Linked DNA regions of Mus musculus: region 2 is linked to region 1. The links are chromatin contacts, called in public promoter capture Hi-C maps. All regions are on one chromosome and are shown on one strand. The core of a region is the stretch at or near the end of the contact, and the rest is flanking DNA. Distances in the headings are between cores, read along the strand shown. Region 1 holds the start of Zfp942 (zinc finger protein 942). Region 2 holds the start of Kctd5 (potassium channel tetramerisation domain containing 5).

Evidence for each region. Promoter capture Hi-C pulls out the DNA fragments that hold promoters and counts their contacts.
Region 2: a contact with region 1 is called in a promoter capture Hi-C map of pre-B cells, with 2.4 times the contacts expected there. The contact joins the promoter of Kctd5 here to the promoter of Zfp942 in region 1. A contact is called at or near these places in 2 of 39 promoter capture datasets (cranial neural crest and pre-B cells).

The regions. Positions count from the first base shown.
Region 1 is chr17:21,959,564-21,965,395 of GRCm38.p6, reverse strand. It overlaps Zfp942 (zinc finger protein 942), which reads left to right and starts at 2,932. Exons shown (of 6, transcript NM_001199048.1): 1 at 2,932-3,140. It overlaps Zfp943 (zinc finger prtoein 943), which reads right to left and starts at 2,837. Exons shown (of 4, transcript NM_001025373.2): 1 at 2,577-2,837. It also overlaps the pseudogene Gm7805.
Region 2 is chr17:24,070,039-24,075,870 of GRCm38.p6, reverse strand. Kctd5 (potassium channel tetramerisation domain containing 5) reads left to right here and starts at 2,386. Exons shown (of 6, transcript NM_027008.2): 1 at 2,386-2,694. The coding sequence starts at 2,443. Pdpk1 (3-phosphoinositide dependent protein kinase 1) reads left to right here. Exons shown (of 14, transcript NM_011062.4): 14 at 1-2,191.

The sequences.
Region 1 (5,832 bases), core at 1,683-4,182:
CCAAAATCCTACAGACATTTTGAAATATAAATAGAGAATTATTTCTATTATTCCAAGCACATTCATGAAATGTGAAACCATTAAGACTTTAAAAAATTAGAGAAGAATCAAAATCATGGGTGATTTCAAAATATATTAAAATTATAGCAAAATATTGACAGTTGACAAGAAGACAGACAACAGCAGATATCAATGGAAAGGTAATATAGATAGGTTTAATATTATGCAGAAATATTAATCAAATGTTATCAAAATTGAGCTGGCATTGTTTTAGGAAATGGAGAAATTAACCATAAAAGACAAGAGAACCTAAAGGAAATACAAAATGCTCCAAAACTCTAATATCAAGAAAAACTAAGAGGCATCCATTGTTCTGACAAACATAATTATAATAAGAAGATATGAATGGAAAAGAAACAGCATTCTTCACATACAAAACCAAATTAAATTATATTTGCCTCTGTATATTAATTCTTACATAGTCTTCTACTACTTACAATGGGAATATTCTGATGTTATTCATGGTGCAAATATCCAGAACTATTTGGAAGGAAATAGAATCTGGCCAAACCAATCTCATGTCCCCTTTCTACTGGGACTTGAAGCCCCTCCCAATCGTTCCTCATTCCCTCTAACATACAGGATCCTTTGCTACTCTTTCCTCTCTTCACCATCCAGGGCTCTCAGATTCACAGGTAAGTAGCACTGACTGGGCAGGGGGCCCCTGCATATGGGAAAGATTCATAAGAAAGCATTCAGAACTTTTCATGGTACAAAAATAAATGATGCGTCCTCAGGATTCGGGAGCCCATCATGGTATTCCTTATGACGTGGCTGTGGCTGCGGAACCGCCTCACTGGTCGCTATTGGCAGGTATAGGAGGTGCTGAAACATGCTCTACATTTTAAGATTTTAGGGGAAGGAAGAATCACTGCTACCTGCTGGCAGTCAGGGCGGTGACCAGAGCCTTCGTGTACGAAGTCCCACAGACTTAAGAAGCAGAACTTTGAGGACCCTCTGGATTAATCCAATTACAGCTGCCTCCCAGGAGCATGGCTTACAGTACCCCGAATTCACTGTCAACTTAATGAAGTGCCAGGTGGAGCTCAACCGGAAAGTACCTGTGGACCTGGCCATCTACGAACCATAGACGCTTAAATCTTTGGCTGCTTTGGCTAAGAGGAGGCAGCAGGAAGGATTTGCTGCAGCTTTGGGGGATGGAAAGGAGCCTGAAGGTATCTTTTCCAGAGTGGTACAGTACCACTGAAGGCTGCAGTGCTATAGAAACTGTTATAAATAAGACAGGACCAAAAGGACTGTCACCAGTAAGTCTGATTTGTATCTATTACCATTTTAGTAACAGGCCTGAGACGACAGGTGTTTACTCAGTAACACAGCCCCAAATTGTCCAGTAAAGATTGTACAAATAAAGCTTTTGCTGTGTTGAAAGTAAATAAATAAATACATAAATACATTCATGAATGATGCCTCCAAAAAGGAAACTGTGAAGGAAAGAGTAAATATCAGAAATAAAAATGTCCCTTTTAATCTAAAGATTTCATTTAACTATGTGAGATGTGAGTCTCATTCACACATAGCTCAGACACAAAGAGAGTCATTCTCCCAGGAATCCTGAAAAGAAAGCTGGAGAGACTGCAAGAAAACTATTGTCTCCCATAGAAACCAGACTGCTACACTTGTCCAAAGGGAGATCTCTGCAAAAATCCCTGTCAGCAGAGTCTAAGCATTCCCACTCCTACAGGATGTCCACAACCACAGGACTTGATGATAACAAACCCTACAATAAAAAAAAAAAAAAAAAAAAAAAAAAAAAAAAAAGCTTGGCCACATATGTAGGTGCAGAGCGCTTTTCTTCAACCACAGAGATCTTTTTTCTGATACAGGAGAGTGATCGTAGTTGTACAAAAGATGCTTTCTAAAACTTTAATCTATACTGGGTTTTCTAATCATAACAATAGAGTGGTCTGATACACTCACATAGCAATAGTGAGCTTGCCTGGCCCTAAGGTGTACCATAAGAACTCAGCATATGAAGACGCACTTCTGAATGCTTTATTTACATCCGAAACTGCATACAACACTAAAGTCTACTTAGTAAATATTAATGTTTACAATCACAACCATAGCATAACATAAAGTATATTTTCTCGTTCAAAAAAAAAAAGAATCTGTACTGGTTCTTCATATGGTTAGTATAAATACAAAGTTCTATTTAGCGAAGTAAAAGGTATTCTCTTGAATAAGCAATTAGTAAAACACGGGTGTTAGAAACATGAATACATTTACGTCCCGTATGCTTTGTGATTGACACAATAGCAAACAGCAGATAATGCAACTGCTCTATCATTTTTAATGAGTTATTTTACAACTGAATATTCTGATAACTGGAGGATAAATGAAAAAAAAAATCATGATAGACCCCCAGTTCACAGGATCTCAATTTCCCGACAACGGTAAGATAACAGAACTGTGAGAGCGGCATCCATAAAAGCAGCTGCGTAAAACACCCCGCTGCTCCGCTCCCTCCCGTTTCCCAGCCCCGCAGCGCCTCTGACCTGGGACCTTCCGGGGCCACCGGGCTGCGGTGCCCGCCGCTGCGCTGCTGACTCTCCCAGGTCCGCAGCCAGGAAACTGCGTCTGAGGAGCTTTCCGGTTTCCGGAGGAAACTGGGGCCGAAAAACCAGCGCTCAGTTCGAGTACACATGGATTACACAGGTAGCAAGGGGAATGGTGGCTTTTCACGTCATTCTGGCCTGGACATTTGGAGCTGGCGACCTAGAAGAGAACGCAGCTGGACGGACTCTACCAACGTAATTAAGGAAGTGAAAGCGGCGGGCCTGAAGGCGTTAGCGCTGTCACGTGACCGGAACCGTGGTGTCCTGGGCGGGGCTAGGGGAGCCGCTCCAAAGATCGTGGCCAGAGACTGGGAACCGCGTCCCCTTAGGTACCTGTTGGAGCCAAGTTGTCTCTACTCCCACTGCGGGCGACTTACCCTGGCCTGGTTCTTTTCGAAGGCCGTAAACTCTCCTCAGATGCGGTTTCCTGTGCTGACCTGGGAGAGTCAGCCATCAGCCGCGCAGCCGCGGGCACCGCAGCCCGGCGGCCCTGGAACCTTGCAGGTCAGAGGAGCTGCGGGGCTGGGAAATGGGCTGGAGCGGAGCAGGGGCTTGTTTTCTGCAGTTGCTCTTAAGGACGCCGCGCTCACAATTCTGCTGTGGATTTTTATCATTGTCAGGAGGTTTGAGATCCTATGAACTGGGTGTATCGTGGTTTGTTTGTTTGTTTGTTTGTTTGTTTCATTTATCTTATGGTTACCAGAATGGTTTCCGAAAATAGTGTCGTAGAACATTTGCAGTACTGTAGTTTGCACACGGGGTTCTCTTTGTTACAGCAGTTACAAAGCTTCTCGAACTTAGATTTCTTAACTCCCTTGACCCATCATTTGCCTACTCAGGAGAGAGTGGCCTCTGGCCTGGGAAATAGGCATTCCCAGAGAGCTTTGTAGATATTAGTCTTATGAGGAACCAGTACACATTTGAGTGAATCAGAAAATATACATTACGAAGCACCAAAATTATGACTGTAAACATTAAGTTTTACTGACCAAAGTTTTGCTCCCCGTTAGAGTTCCATCTTAGATGCATGCTCTCTTTGATGTAAATACAGCATTCAGACATGTGTCTTCATATGCTTAGTTATTAACATCACACCTTACGGCTGAATGAAAATGAGATGATGACTGTCCAAAGGTGTGGCTGAGGAGAAGGTTAATTGTAGGTCATGATAATGCTCAGATTAGCTGGAGAAAACAAACAAACAAACAATTCCACCATTTGAGTAAGGGTTGTTAAATACTAACCAAGAGATGGACTTTGGTCACATGCTCCAGAGCTTTATAAAGACAAACCTATAGGCCACCATACTTTCCCATGCATGAGGTTTTGCAATTTTCTCAAGAACTAAAACTCCCAGCATTCCAAGAAGGTACCTGGTTCTTGCGAAGGTGGTGCTTACACGGTATTTTTGGGTTTTACAGTATGAACCAGAAAACAACCAGAGGCCACTTGAAGAGTCCAGACTGAACTAGGTATGGGGGTCAGGGAGGGACCAAGAGAAAAACCAGGAGCCAGGAAAGCTTCTAGCCAAAAATGTCGACTTTGATGTGTTAATAGGCACTTAAGTTAGCCATTCCTCTTGTGATATAGTCCAGCCCAGTATGCATGCTGTGAGAGGAAGATGTTTTTATAGATAGAAAAGTCAGTATAGAGTTTTTAAAAATAGGAAAGCATCTTTTGAATAACTGTGATTGCTCACTTACATCAGAAAAATGTCTCCTTAGTTCAAGAAAAGCACTGTGTCCACGCACATGTGACCAAACTATTTTTTTTTGTTTTGTTTTATTTTGTTTTTATTTTTGTTTCATAGTTTGTTGTTAGTAGTTTCTCAGACTTTGGACTTCTTGTAGTTGTGAGAACACCTAGACCCTAGAGTCAGGGCTTTTTTTCACAGACCTGTTAGAGAAGTGCAGCAGCCTTGATTCTGTGGGTCAGAATAGTTTTCTTGTAGTCTTCCTTGCCCCTACTAAGAGGTCCTGGGAAAACAACTCTGCATTTGTGTGAACTGTGTATGAATGAGTCTCACATCTCATAGAGTAAAATGAAATCCTCACAGAAAACGAGACTTTGGCATGATATTTTCTCTTTCTTCCTCCATGTCTCCTTTGGACAAGTGTAACCATTTTTCATTTTTGTTTTATGAAAAGTTTCAGGTGCATTCTGAAGAATTTCTTTCCTATATACAGGCCTCCCACTGCTCAGCTAGATCTGCTCACAGCTGAGTAATAATCTACTGTGCAAATGTACTACATGTTCTTTATTTATTCTTCTGTTGAAGGTCATCTAGATTGATTCTAGTTTCTAAATATTGTGAATAAAGCTGCAATGAGCCTGGTTTAGCAAGGGTCCTTGGGTAGATTGAAGTGTCCTTTGGGTATATGCCCTGGACTGAGTAGATCTTGAAGTAGTCTGATTCCCATCAGTTTGAAAAACTGCCACACTGATTTCCTTAGTGGCTGTACAATTTTGCACTCCCTCTAACAATGGAGGGATGTTTCTATTGCTCCACATTTATATCAGCATAAGCTTTCACTTGTGACGTTGATTTTAGCTATTCTGACGATTATAAGATGGAATCTCAAAATAGTTTTGATTTGCATCTCCCTGAAGGCTAAAAGTGTTGAATATTTTAAAGTATATTTTGGCCATTTGAGTTCCCTCCATTTAGAATTCCATGTTTAGATTTGCAACCCATTTATAAATTGTATATTTGGTTGTTGTTTTTTTTTTTTTTCACAGCTAGATTCTTAGGTTCTTTTTGTAATTTTGGATATTAATTCTCTATTGGATATAGAAACCCTAGACCTCGTAGTTACTTTTCATATCCTGTTGCATCAGGAAAGTTTGTGGCCCAAGCTCACAAGCTTGAATAAAGAATCCCATGTACTTGCATCAGAATAAAATAAAATAAAAAGAATTGGTAAAAATCTTCTTACACTCTGTAGGCTGCTGCTTTCTCCAAATGATGGTGTCTTTTGCCTTATAGAAACTTTTCAGTTTCCTGAAGTCCCATATATTAGTTGTTTTTCTTAGCACCTATGTTATTTTTTTCTTTTGTTTTAAAGAACGTCTTCTTCTGTGACAGTATGTTCACTTTTATTCTCTTGTCAGATTCAATGTCTTTGGTTTTATGTTGAGGTCTTGATCCACTTGCACTTGAGTTTTGTGCTGGGTTATAAGTATGGATCCGTTTGAA
Region 2 (5,832 bases), core at 1,137-3,636, 2.1 Mb before region 1:
AGCATTTCTCCATGCCGTGGCCGTGAGTAGTTCTTCAAAAGCATGTTTTTGATAATTGTGGAGTCAAGTGGTTGTAAATTTATAAGTTATGCAGTTGTTTCCCTGTTGTAAAACATTCAGATGGTTTTTGGTTTCCTTTGTGTTTTGTTTTTGTTTTTGCTATTTAAATAATGCTGTGGTGAATATACTTCTAAGTCTTTGATTTTTTATTCTGATTTTGCCCCTTCCTCACACACCTGAAGTGGTATTTTGGGTATTTTTTCCTCCTCCTCGGTCTGATGTTTAGACCCTCTGAGTTCCAGTTACAAACCTACCTTCCTTGTGTCCTACGGACTTTGAACACATCAGTTCTTGCTAAGTTGTGTGTTCTCAAGAAAGTTTGACTATGGCTGCTTTTGTTTTTAATGCTAAAAATGTCATTACTGCAGATTCCTTTGTGACAGATTTTTTTTCCAAAAGCCAGTCTTTTCATTTGCATTGCAAGAATCTGCTCCTGCATGTTACTTCTTTTCCATCTTTGCTCTAAGGCTTCCAAGTGCTTGGTGATGTTTTCAGAATCTTGTACTTTGTGTCCACGATGGTACTGAATCTGCTTCTACACAGTCAGCAGAGATAAAGTGTTGAACTGACCTTGCTACATGCCTAATGGATAATTCATAATTAAGTTTATAGACTCAGAAATGCATTTGGGCCATTTGGGAATCAGTAGCAAAGCAGAATAGCAAAGCTCTTCTTGGAAAAGAAACCACACAGATGATTGAGTTTTACTAAAAGTACAGCTGTGAGTGTTCTTGCTCCACACCTCAGGTCTTGGTTCAGGACAGCACAGTGGCTAGGCTTTGTCATTGCCAAGGATGGGTATCCCCACTGATGCTTATGTAAACCTTCTTGTGCGCTGCAGTGCTGCACGGAACTGTAGTGCCCACCCAAATCAGATAGTAGCTTTATCTGTGTTGGGTGGGGCCTGCTGGTTCAATTTGGAAACATGCAGCAGAGATTTTCTGTGTTACTTGACTGTCAGAGCTTAGGGCTGGAGATGTGTAGAAATCAGTTTCCTGCCCTCCTCTGCCTCAAGGCTTCTCCCCATTGTTCTATAGACCTGGGGTGTTCATCTGAGACTTGGGAGGCCACAGCAACTCTGAATATGGTGAAGATACTCCTATACACGTTTCTATTTGTTTTAATGCAAAACCCAACATAAACTGGTGCTGATGCCAGTGGGTGTAGCACCTCGTGGGTAGAAGGTAAGACAAGGGCCCTGACATTGAACAGGGCTGGAACCACTCTCAGAACCTCTGAAGATACCTAGCTTCTGGCCTAACACTTCAGGGTTATAAGTCAGAATGTGGAAAAATGGCCTGCAATGTGAGGGAAGCTGTTTCTGTCAAAAGCACTTTTGCAGCAGTAAGCAAATGAATTAACCAATATGAATACCTGAAAATTCCCTGTAACTCATTTCTTCCATATGAAGAATCCAAACTGAACAAAAGTTTTTACAAATAGCAAAATTTTCCCTCCCCATGTAGTCCACCCTAGTTTAATCATCTGGGTTAATGACTACAAGTAGGTCATTGTGCAGGTTAAAGCCACGACCATAGTGTGATTGGACATGTGCAAATTAAAAACTGTTACAGTATTTAGAGCTGCTGCGGCTGGTCCATTAGCCACGTACAGTAGGATGAATTGCTGTCATTCAGGTTGGTGGCAGTCAGTTAGAACATGTGTAATATTCTCTACCTGTTCTGTAGCTGTAACTGTGATGTACAGGCAAAGGAAAAATTAAAAATACTTATGAAAACAGATAATGCAATGATACTGGGATATACACTTTTGTATTTTTATTCTTATATAAGGTTATTTGCTGGCTATTGTCGGCCTCTAGTTCAGTCTGTGTTATTTAAATTCTAATATATGAATTATTTGGATTGAATTCATGTTTGGGGCCACGTTGTTGTATGTATTGATGTACAGCCTTGAGTGTGAATAATTATTGTAAACTATATTTTACAACTTTTTTCCTGGCTTTATTATATAAATTTTCTATTTGGTCATGGTTTAATCATATAATTTAATGAAACAACTTTTCTTTTTTTTGTTTTTTTCAAATATCTGTGCTTTAGATGTAATTACCGGATGATGGATTTCCCTCGTATGCTCGGTAGTCTTGTAATAAAAGCATGTAGAGTGTACACTTTGTTTGCCATGGAGCCTCTTTGAGTAGGGGCGGAGCTTGAGCCGAGGATGCTCGTGAGAACCCGAGACTTGCTCCGGCCGGAAGTGGTAATCTCCGGCCTGCTTTTCGAGCCGGAACTTCCGCCTTGCACATGAGCCCTGGGCGGGCACTTTATTGGGGCGTACCTATGGGCGGGACAACTCAGGGGGGCTGTATTAAAGAACGGACGCTTCCGGCGAAGGGCCGCTGTGGCGGGGCTTGTTAGGATCATGGCGGAGAATCACTGCGAGCTGCTGCCGCCGGCTCCGAGCGGCCTCGGGGCGGGGCTGGGGGGCGGCCTGTGCCGCCGCTGCAGCGCTGGGATGGGCGCCCTGGCTCAGCGCCCCGGTGGCGTGTCCAAGTGGGTCCGGCTCAACGTCGGCGGCACCTACTTCCTCACCACCCGGCAGACGCTGTGCCGGGACCCGAAGTCTTTCCTGTACCGCTTGTGCCAGGCGGACCCCGACCTAGATTCGGACAAGGTGAGGGCCTCGCGGGTCAGCAGGGGTCTGGCCGCCCTAGTCGCCACTCGCGACACACACCTCTTCACAATGAGGGCGCCCGGCGGAGCGGGCCGGAGGGAGGATGGCACTCTGGTACCCACCTGCCTCGGCCCTTTGGTTTAACAGTGCCTCTTTCTTCTTTCATGCTCTTCGGTCGAGAAGGACCCAAGCTTTGCTGTGGCCCTACTTTCTTCTCCCCAGATTCTTTTGCCCAGGGTGTGTGACCACCACCGCCCAACTATTTGCTGGCTTTGGAACCTGAGAACCCTTTGCATTCATCTGGTCTTTTCACATTCCAGACGTCTAAATTAACGTAGGCCATGGGGGTTGACACAGTGACTACCCTTTTTCCAGTGATTTGCAGAGTTTGTGCTTTATCCTTCTCATTCATAAGGACAGGCACGGCATCTCTTAGAAGGTACCACCTGAGTAGAAATGTTCAAAGGTGTCAGTTTAATTCTAATAAATGAATTATTTGTATTGAATTCATGTTCGGGGCCAGGTGTCAAAAAATCTTAGGGTTGTGAAAGAGACCAGGTAGAGAATCTTTTTCCATCTCCTTTTCAGACTTCATTTCCCCACCGCCTTTGAAAAGGGTAGGGATTTCCAGCTTAGTTTGTGGTTTGTCTATCTTTAATTTAATTAAACGCTAATACTGTTAATACCTGTGGTAATAGAAAGTATTTCAATTATTATCATTACAAAAGTTGTGTGTCGTACTGCATACTGAAAAATTAGTATTGTGCAGGATTGAAACTTAGGAACAAATCGTTCACTCCCCTTTCCCCCTAGGCAGTTTATTAGCCTTGTACTAACTGAGTTTTCTGGTTCAGCCTACATGATGGTGCTTGATTTTGTGCCTTGCCAGCCTGAAAGTGACTACTCAGGAGGTTTTCCAGAAAGATCGAGCCCATTGCACTTTAAACGGCCTAACAGAGCACCTTCTCAGTGAGGGAGGCCTGGCATTATGACCAGGAAATGAACTCTTGAGTTACTGCAAAATAATCAAGAAGTTAGAGTTTGAGATACTACTATGGTAGTTCTTCATATCCTTCCTCCCAGCTGTTACCATTACTGAGTTGACCAAATCTCTTCACTCTTAGAGGATTGCCTTCTAGAAAATGGCAGAAGTCTGACAGATAGAAATAGGCTTTTGTCAGTGCTGTTTCCTTTTTATAGTGAGGGTGTGTACTTTACGATTGGTTTTTCAAACAGTAGGCATTTATAGTCATTCTTGTTTTTCTACCCAAGCATCCCTGTCTTGTGTATTAAGTCAGATTTTAAGTCAGCCTTGGCCCTTGGCTTCTGGTGTCTTTTTGCTTACTTAGCACTGGAACAAGGTATATAGGGCTGTTTGACTTCAGCATAGTTAAAGTCAAATATATCTCTTCATTTTACTATCTTTTAAGATTACTTTATAAATTATCTTTATTGTGCTGATGAGATGGCACCTGCTGCCAACCAAACCTGAAAACTTGAGTCTCTAGGATCCACAAGGTGGAAGGAAAAAACTGACTCTTAAAAGTTAAACTCTGAGTTCAAGCACTTTGGGAGGCAGAGGCATGACGATATATAAGTTTGAGGCCAGCCTGGTCTACAGAGCGAGTTTCAAGACAGCCAGGTTTACACAGAGAAACGCTGACTCAAAACACAAACAAACAAACAAAACAAAACAGCTGGAGAGCAGCTCAGTGGATGAAAGTACCGGCTGCTCTTCCAGAGACCCAGGGTTCAATATTCAACACCCACATGAAGCAGCTCACCACTCTCTGTAACTCCAGTTTCAAGGGATCTAGCACCCATATAGACATAGGCAAGCAAAACACTAATGCACATAAAATAAAATGAGTCATTAAAATTTCATATACAAAAAAGCCTGGTGTGGTGGTGCACGTCTTTAATCCCAGCACTCAGGAGGCAAAGACAGATGGATCTCTGTGAGTTCCAGGCCAGCCTGGTCTACAGAGTGAGTTCCCACACACAGAGAAACCCTGTCTCAAAAACAAAACAAACAAAAAATTAAAAATAAAGTTGTACACTGACTTCTCAGTACTATTATGGTACTTGTGTGCCCACACACGTAAATAAATGTGTGTGTTTGCCTGTGTGTGTGTGTGTGTCTGTGTGTATGTGTGCGTTTCCTTTATTGCAGTGGAAGATTATCAGAATATATTTTAGTTGTTTTTTCTTTTTAAAGTTTATTATTTAGGAAGTAGAGAGTTGGCCCAGTGGTTAAGAACACTTGCCGCTCTTACAGAGGACCCGGGTTGGATTCCCAGACATTCTCTAAGTGACTTATAACCATCTGTAACTCCAGTTCTAGGGAGTCTGACACTCTCCTTTGACCCCTTTGCACCAGGCATGCGCATCTGAAACACTCATACACATAATGTAAAATAAATCTAAATTTTATTTAAGTAACATTTGATTTCTGAGTTATAAAGCCACAATTCAGATCATAAAAATAAAATAACCCTCAGGCATAATGGAAAGCACCTGCGAGCCCAGCATTTTGGGAGGGAGAAGCAGAAGGATTGGGAGTTTGAGGCTAGTCTAGGCTGCATGTCTCCAGAAAAATACAGTAAGTACAGTCTTGGTCCCAGGGTTGAGAGTGTTTTAGTTGCAGGTTGCTAGAGTAGTTCTAATTCATATTAGCTGTGTTACTGGTGTTACTATAGTGTTCAAATATGAAAATCTATAAATGTTCTGTGTTTGCATTGTGCCCACGCCCCCAACCAGGTTCTGATGAAAGAGTGTCCCAAGCGATTCCACCTTGATAATTAAATCCTAAAGAGGTTAGAAGGGAAGGGGTGGTAACAGGGAAGGGGCCATTAATTACATGATGGAAGATAAACAGGATGTTGATTCACGTGGAAAGCTCTCAAAGCTCTGACCTCATAGTTAAGGTCAAGGAAAGGATACCTGACAAACACTCCTTAGAGTTGAACTTTAACAGGGACCTGGTGGGAGAGTCTTTCTGGCATTTGATTGATGTTTATTGAGTGCTTACCTTTGTAGAATGTGATGCCAAGATGGGTGAGATTTAAGGGAAGAAGTTCCCAAAGGAACTTTGTGGGTTTCATGAGGATGGAAGAGCACCAGAGGCAGACTGTTGTC